3 separate regions of the Zea mays genome follow, and regions 1 and 3 are each linked to region 2. The links are chromatin contacts, called in public Hi-C maps. All regions are on one chromosome and are shown on one strand. Each heading gives the region's core, a stretch centred on a gene start, on an enhancer-like site or on the middle of the called end of the contact. The rest is flanking DNA. Distances are from core to core; before and after follow the strand shown.

What was found. Hi-C and Micro-C count contacts between places; a contact is called where the count stands out from the background.
Region 1: a Hi-C map of tassel shows a contact between it and region 2, with 6 times the contacts expected there. The contact joins the promoter of LOC100193043 here to the promoter of LOC100276602 in region 2. A contact is called at or near these places in 5 of 25 Hi-C or Micro-C datasets (ear, endosperm, leaf and 1 more).
Region 3: a contact with region 2 is called in a Hi-C map of tassel, with 4 times the contacts expected there. The contact joins the promoter of LOC100272930 here to the promoter of LOC100276602 in region 2. A contact is called at or near these places in 4 of 25 Hi-C or Micro-C datasets (ear, endosperm, leaf and 1 more).

Annotation. Positions count from the first base shown.
Region 1 is chr2:50,612,033-50,614,732 of Zm-B73-REFERENCE-NAM-5.0, reverse strand. LOC100193043 reads right to left here and starts at 1,280. Exons shown (of 5, transcript NM_001357854.2): 1 at 758-1,280; 2 at 197-514; 3 at 1-104. The coding sequence starts at 928. LOC103646429 reads right to left here. Exons shown (of 7, transcript XM_008671166.4): 6 at 2,219-2,700; 7 at 1,693-2,086. The coding sequence ends at 1,889.
Region 2 is chr2:50,388,502-50,391,201 of Zm-B73-REFERENCE-NAM-5.0, reverse strand. LOC100276602 reads left to right here and starts at 1,323. Exons shown (of 3, transcript NM_001150351.2): 1 at 1,323-1,916; 2 at 2,096-2,151. The coding sequence starts at 1,622. It also overlaps a transcript of LOC100382535 not described here.
Region 3 is chr2:50,531,639-50,534,338 of Zm-B73-REFERENCE-NAM-5.0, reverse strand. It overlaps LOC100272930 (putative pectinesterase/pectinesterase inhibitor 51), which reads left to right and starts at 1,435. Exons shown (of 1, transcript NM_001147382.1): 1 at 1,435-2,700. The coding sequence starts at 1,497. LOC100216947 (Uncharacterized protein family UPF0090) reads right to left here and starts at 1,354. Exons shown (of 6, transcript NM_001359523.1): 1 at 1,184-1,354; 2 at 957-1,082; 3 at 128-210; 4 at 1-60. The coding sequence starts at 1,268.

The DNA.
Region 1 (2,700 bases), core at 31-2,530, 220 kb before region 2:
CTCTCAGGGGCTACAAGTGTAGCGAAATACTTCCCATCCCCTCGCCAAGAAATTGCACTTCGACTCTGACCACCGGTACTGTCTGTGTTGTCAATGGTCTCGTCCTGAGAAGAAGGATGTTTAGAATTGGGAGAGAACACAAACACACACAAAAAGAACGTGTATATTCAGTAAGACTTTAGTATATTAAACATACTTGAGGGTCAAGTGAAGTCTCAAACAGCACTTCCCAGTCCTGTGTGATGACAAGCAGTTGGCCGAGTCCAGTGGTGACAGAGAGAAGGGCCCCATCGGGGCTAGAGGCAATGGTGTTGACACCACCTTCCAGTCTTCCGACAACTTCAGTTGTTTTCTCCTCCACGTTATATAAGAGAAGACAACCATCTGACGACCCAAGGAGTAGAGACTCCCTCTCCATAAGATAATCCATGGCAACAATGCGATCTCCAGGATCAAGAACAACCTCCTCCATGTCAGAGTGTTGAGTAGCAGTTTTGCTCCATTGCAGTAGTTGCTGCAGAAGTGGTACGAAAGCAAGATAGTCAGCACAACCTGGAAAGCTACAAGATGAAGTTGTTGGCATAGCGAACTTTTTTTCCTGGACTGAAAAAATTAAACCATTGGCTATACAAGAATACAGCAATATTTTAGTAAGTGTTGCTTGCTGGCTTTCTAGCGTAGACACAGTGAAAGAAACAAAGAAGCAAGGAAAAAAAAACTCGTCTTGATCAGCAGGGGATGGGGTGGAATTGGAGACCTGTTCCTGGGTGGAGGACGAGGGCAGTGAGACGGTGTAGATGAAGTTGGCGGAGGAAGCGAAGAAAGCGCGGCGGCTCTCTGCGTCGATGGCGGAGGCGACGAGGGTTTCGCCGTCTATCTGGAGCTGGAGCTGCTGCGGGAGCCTCGTCACAAGGCGCAGGTTCTTCATCTCGCCGACGCCGCGCTGCCGACGTCGAGGGTTTTAGTAGAAGCCGGTAGTTCGAGGAGTTTTTATTTGGTTTGCCGTTCGCTCGCTTTTGGGAAACGGCAGCTGGCGGCGGCGGCGGCCGTGGGCGGGCGGGACGGCGACGACGGCTGTGTTTTCGTTCGGTCGAAGAAATTGGCTAGGTCAACACGAGGATGAAAGGAAACCGCCGGAAGGCAGAAAGTAGAGAGCCCACCAAGGCCCAAAACAATGATTCGGGAAACTGTGTTGTTTGTTTTAAGGGAAATTTGGATCCATACCATTAAAAGATCACCACTTTGGATCCATACCATTACTATCTCACTTACATGTGGGTCCACATGAGTCAATGACATGTGGGGTCCATGGTATATATCTAAAGATTGGATCTTTTAATGGTATAGATCCAATTATTCCTTGTTTTAAATCACTTTTGGAATTCCTTCGTTTTTTTAAATCCATAGCTAACTACCACGTCACTAATTATCATTTTCAGAAAACACAGCCATAACACAAAAATAACTAACTTCCACTTCACATTTTTCCCTACCATATACCTCTCCATGTAGAGTTGTAGACCTTACAGTGTAACATCTTATCTCTGAGTTCCCAGTTTCTCATGTGGACTTTATGAGTTTGTAACATTTGTCCACTGTAGCCACATCCAACACATGGCATAGACAGTATTATTTATAGAGAGAAATTTTAAAATAAAAGATGAGATTAGAGAGATGGTTGGACATGGCATAGACAGTATTATTTTAAGATTTATGCGATCGATCCTGAAGCTGCATTGCCGCGTACATGCATCCTGATACATTTCATGAAGTACAGACAAAACCTTAGAACAGCTATTCAAATTATTCATATGCAGATATGCTATACCCCTTTACACGTGAAATCTGTACAGGTCGAAAACCCAAAAGAAACGCCAGGCAAAAAGTTTCATCGGCGAGAGCGACGAAGCCAATCCTGGATAGCGAACCGAAGGGCGTGGTTAGGTGTGAGACTGAGATGCTCCAGTTTCAGGTTGTTCAGAGGCGCTGTCCCCTGCCCAGTCTCCAACTCCATCCGCTCACGGATCGCCCGCCCTTCGTAGGTCACCCCATCAGCAGCGCACACCTGAGGATCATGCATTATCTCCTGCAAGCCAAAACAGAAGAGGGAAAGAATAAAAGAAACGCACCGAGTTTCTTGTCATCATCACAATTCACATCGATCCAACCCCCATACCCGTTTCCCTAGTTAACAATGGTGCAAGACGATGGTACTTGCCTGCATAATCGGGCACAGGAAAGAGGAGGGTGCTTGTTCCTCCTCCCTCGTCAAGTGTAGCTGTTCCAGCTCTCGTACGGTCTCAGCAGTCAGGTCTGGGCGATCCCGGCTTCTGTCCTCACTGCACCTCAGGCCCAGTTCCGCTAGCCTTCCGGCCACCTCCATAGGCCAATGCCCAGCAGCAGGGTCGAGAATTGACGATAGCTTGCCACAAGCCATGGCACACCTTACTTCACCAGCAAGCCGCCGTGCAGGCTCCTGTCTTCCGGTCAGTAGCTGGAGTATCACGGTTCCGAAGCAGTATACGTCAGACTTGGGTGTCAACACTTTGCTTCTCATGTACTCCGGATCTGCGTAGGGAAAAGACCCTTCCGGAGGCTCAGAACCCCCCGACGGGTAATCCTTCACGTCGCCTGTGAATAGCCGAGAGATACCGAAATCGGCTATCTTGCAATGGCATTCGGTATCTAGAAGGATGTTCT
Region 2 (2,700 bases), core at 74-2,573:
TTAGCATCACACTTTATTGTTTGTATAAGTTATTGAGCAAATGTTTCGCCACGGCAGGCCTGCCGCTGTTTCAAACAGGCACCGCCAGAGAACATTCTGATGTGCTTTGTGTTACTAAACTATCATATACAGTACCAGCTACCGAGTTGATTGAAACGGCAAGGTATCTGAAAGGCTGGTTGGTTGATGGGCTCCTATGCAAAGCGTGAGGCAGAGCTGCTGTTCGGATGCGGACACAAATTCTACAGGAGTACGGGTAAGCGATTTTAAGCATGAGCTCTGGGGACACAGATTCAGACATTGCAACGGTTTTATGGGTAGCCTGCCTGAAGGGTCGCCACCTAATCCCTGCCGATCGGGGCAATGCTATTCTGGGAAATGCTATGCTTGCACTTGTAATAACTGCCGCTTCTCTGACTGAGCTTCGTTTGCAGCTGCTGGACTTCAATCATGCCGCTTCTCTGTGATTGAGCTTCGCTTCCTTTTTGCTGCAGCTACTTTTCGTCGTACAAGTGGTTACCAACAGCTGCAGTAGATTTGGTGGGTGTTTGGTTTCTAGGGACTAATGTTTAGTCCCATCATTTTATTCTATTTTAGTGTATAAATTGTCAAATATAGAAACTAAAATAAAGTTTTAGTTTCTATATTTGACAATTTTGTGACTTAAATAGAATAAAATGTAGGGACTAAATATTAGTCACTAGAAACCAAACACCCCCTTGGTGTGCCGCTGGCTGCTTTTTCTGACCCCCTCTACGAACAGTAGGTGTACATTACAAGCGGAAGGTGGCGTCACAGGACAGGAGAAAGCAAGCACGGTCCAAGGCCGTTCTAGCTGTCGACGCCGCTTTGGATAAAAAAAAAAGAGGTGACGCCACTGACGCGAGAGCGGGAGAAAAAGCCAGATTCATCTGCAGTGTCACTGATCCGGCGTCGACGCCGCCTCGTAGAGCAGGGAAATGACATGGGCTACGACTTATACGTCACTGCTTAAGTAAGTAACAGTAACGTGACGGCCTGACCGGTGAACTCGCAGCCACCGCTTTTGTTTTAAGATTTATCTCTTTTCCAAGTTCGATAGGTTTGCGTTATTTTGCCTCCAATTGTTTTTTTGGGGGTTCATTAATGTATGTGATTTGATGCGCTGAGGCATCGACATCACGGGTGTAAGCAGCTAGCTGCTGAGGTCTGCCTTGCCTTATCGTCGCGATTAATAAAGCTGTTTCTTTCTCTGCTTGCATTGCCAAAGCCGCGGTTTGGGCTCTGCAGACGTAACGTAACGATGCCAACCCTATATTTTGAAAAGCCAACGAGAGCGGTTTGAGCTCCTAGTAAAGTAGTAATAGCGTGCCTGTTTCTACAGGGCTTCCCGTACTGACACTGATACCTGCCTGGATATTATTAGTAGGATATAGTATATATTATGGTCTCAAGGGCTGCTACCGATTGGAGGGTCAGGTCTTCATTCGCAAAACACAGACATTTGACTTGCGCTCTCCCTTTCTCTCTCTCTCTCTCTGTGTATGTGTGTGTGTCTCAGGTTCTCAGCAAAGAGCAGGGAGGATAAGCTTGGAATGCCTTGGCAGTGAGAGCTGCAACTGCAACAAAGCAACCGGCGTCCATGGTGGAGAGGGAAAGGGGCGAGGGAGAAGCCAGGGCCCTGGCCAGCGGGCCAGGGCAGCAGCAGCAGCAGGAAGGAGCAGCGGAGGGCGAGAGGGTCGAGAAAGAAGGAGACGAGCGGGAGGAGGAGGATCGAGACGACGAAGCCGTGGAGTGGTCCGAGATACGGCTCGCCATCGAGGAGCTGTCCCCGGCGGCCCATCTCAAGCGCGTCGACGGCGATGGCAAGGCGGCCGCGTCGTCCCTGCCCACGCTCCGCTTCCTGGCGCTGTCGCACCTCCTCGTTCGAGTGCTCGGTGAGTAGCAACCATCAGTTGCCATGCCATACCATGCATGTATGTATCTCATGTTCTTGACCTTGCCCGCCTCCAAGCTGCATGCTCATCTCTACTTGCGTTTCCACCCCCTCACTGAGTCACTGCTGAATCCTCAATGGCGATTTGCCCATGGCGTTGCGTGTTGTGTGTGTGTGCAGATAAGATCGGGCCGACCATGGCCGTGCTGAGGCTCGACGTCCAACGGAACATCGAGGTGAGTAAACAAGACCTCCTCCTCCTCTCTCTCTCTCTCTCTCACTCTCGTCTATCTCAAAGATTGAGAGTAACAGACAACTCTTCATGGCTGCTAGTACAGGTACAATTAGATTAACGCTTGTAGTACATACTTACCGTATAATAATTGCAAATAAAGTCTCGAGCATGGTGTAGAGTTATAAGCTACCCTCACCCGTTCGTTCTCTGTCAGACGAGCTAGATAGCCGCAGCATCACACACCAAGAAAGAAGACAAGAATACAGAAAGCAAGTTGCATCCAATCGCAACATGAATTCGCGTCTCGAAACTGTTCGGACGGTGTGTGGTCCATGCATGCAGCCAGGGCCAGGGGGAGGGGGTACGTACGTCACTCCGCGTCCGCTTGCCCCTGTCCCGTGCCGACCACACGGCTGCGCACCAAACAGGAGTACAGGACCCAGTCCGTTTGGCTGGCTCTATATATCGGGTTATGTGATTATGTCATGTCTGCTTATTTTAGTCCCACTGCCACCGTGTACTTAAAATAAATGCATGATTGTGTTTTTTT
Region 3 (2,700 bases), core at 186-2,685, 140 kb before region 2:
TTCCTTGTCCCACCATGCACCAGCAAGGGATATACCGCCACCAGCACCTCCATCTCCAGCCTCCAGAACATAATTCAATGTTTACATAATCAAACTGTATTTATCAAGCAAGTAGAGTGAAACTTACATAAAGATCCTGTTCATCATCACTCTCAAAATCATCTTCAAAGTCATAGTCGTCCTCATACTCTTCGTCATCATCCATTACATCTGCATGATTTGGTGAACGAAGTAACTTTATTTAGTATAACAAAGTACTGCTTGGCTTATATATGAAACTAATAATACTAACTGAGCAGGGGACATCAAAAGTCATGAGCAGACAAGTATGCTGGTTGCTGAAACACTGTATGTTTTAGAGCACACAAGTTCAGACAAACGCATTGTAAATCAGAACCGCTACATAACCTAAGACCATAAATCATTATTGATGTTTGCAATAGAAGGAAATACATCACTACATCAGCCCTGTCCCAATTTACTAACAAGACTGTAGTGTTGCACCTCCAAGTGTTCGTGCTAGAAAGCATAAACCTTGACAAGGTAAGGACTAATGAGTTACGCAAATGATCAATGACATCTTTCCCTCAATTTCGTGGTGATTGTAGGTCCCAACAATGTGCAGTGCAACTGCATCTTCTTCTGAAACAAATGGAAGAGTCTGCATATTGTAGGATAACTCGTAGTCATGTGTGTAGATGATCGTACCACACACCTTGCTAGCATGGATGATTCATAGTGAACGATAAGACACAAGCACATGAAAAGGAACAGATGCGCAAAACGCTTCTCACTAAAATTTTAGAGGGGATGCATCACAGTGCGAACAATCAGATGAGGGGAGCATATAAATGGAGCAAACTGCAGGGACCACAATCCCCAGTCGTCCCACAGGAAGTCAGCCGGAAATCCCAAACAGGAAAAACAAACATCACCGAGTTCACAAAATCCATTACCGCCTTCGTCTTCTTTGGCGTCGTCGAAGTCCTCCTCCATCTCGTCGGTGAAATCATCTGCGACCTCCTCATCTGGCGGATCTTCGATATATTCATTCCTCTTCTTCTTGGCAAATGGCACCACCGCTGGGGCATTCCGACGAACAATGGGTGGGCATGGACGTCCGGAAAAGGCAGCACTCAGTGCCACGGTAGTGGAGGGCAACGAGCCGGGCAGAAGAGGAAACCTTGATGGCCTGACGGGTAAGCGCCCATGAACGACGCTTTCGACGACCAAATCCATCGGTTAACAGATGACTTCAGAGCCACCATGGAGCGTGGTGACGAGGCCAGCTTATCCTTTTAAGCTGGTAACGGCGTACGCCAACAGGATGCGGAAACGTCTTTCTGAAAGTCCGCCATAACTGACACGTCCTCACCCTCCTTCGGTCCTTCCCGGTTACCAATGGAGACGAAACGAACGAGTACTGTACACATCGAAGAACACAACGCGAACTAGTGTCGCCACGCCGCCTCCGCTCCGACGCGCATGTCCGCCAAATGCCGCGCGGCCACCCCCACCCGCTCCCACGCCGCGGTCGCCTCCTCCAGTTCGCCGCGGCGGCGTCCGGGCTCCTGCTCCTTACGCTGCTCGTCCTCCTCCCGGCCGCGCCGCCCTGGGAGCACACCACCGCGCCCGCCTCGCTCCTCCACGCGGCCATCGCTGCGCACCCGTCGCCGAATTCCTACGCGCGGCCCTGCGCCGACCACCTCGCCCTCTCGCTGCACCGCCTCCGCGCCTCGTTGTCGTCCCTGGAGTCCGGCGACGTCCCCGCCGCGCTCCACCTCGCCTCCGGCTCGCTCCAGTGCCAGTACGACTGCTCCCACCTCCTCTCGCTCCCGGCCTTCCGCTCCCACCCCCTCACGTCCCGCTTCCTCAATTCCCTTGCCCCACAAACCCTAAATGCCGCCCTGAAACCTCCTCCCTCTTCCGCCCCTGCCGCCGCATTCCCTGCGAGGATCCGCCCCGACGCCACGGTGTGCAAACCGAATTCCGGTGTGAAGCCGTGTGGCTACTCGACCGTGCAGGCCGCGGTGGACGCAGCGCCGAACCACACCGCTGGCGCTGGGCACTTCGCCATCGCAGTTGGTGCAGGTACGTACAAGGAAAATGTCGTGATTCCGTATGAGAAGGCCAACATTTTGCTGATGGGGGAGGGTATGGGAGCTACTGTTATCACTGCGTCCCGGAGCGTGGGGATCGATGGGCTGGGAACTTATGAAACTGCGACGGTGGATGTGATCGGTGACGGGTTCCGTGCGAGGGATATAACATTTGAGAACAGCGCTGGTGCTGGAGCTCATCAGGCTGTAGCGTTCCGTTCTGACAGCGATCGGTCAGTGCTGGAGAATGTGGAGTTCCGTGGACATCAGGATACGCTGTATGCTCACACAATGCGGCAGTTCTACCGCAGGTGCCATATTGTAGGGACAGTGGATTTTATATTTGGGAATGCAGCAGCAGTGTTTGAGGAATGTGTGATTAAGACTGTACCACGGGCCGAGGGAGCTCAGAAGCGCGCACGAAACGTGGTGGCGGCTAGTGGGAGGATTGATCCGGGGCAGACGACAGGGTTTGTATTTGTGAATTGCACTGTGGATGGGAACAAAGGGTTTGTGGAATTGTTTCGGAGAAAGCCAGATTCATACAGACTGTATTTGGGCCGGCCATGGAAGGAGTATGCCAGGACATTGTATGTCAGCT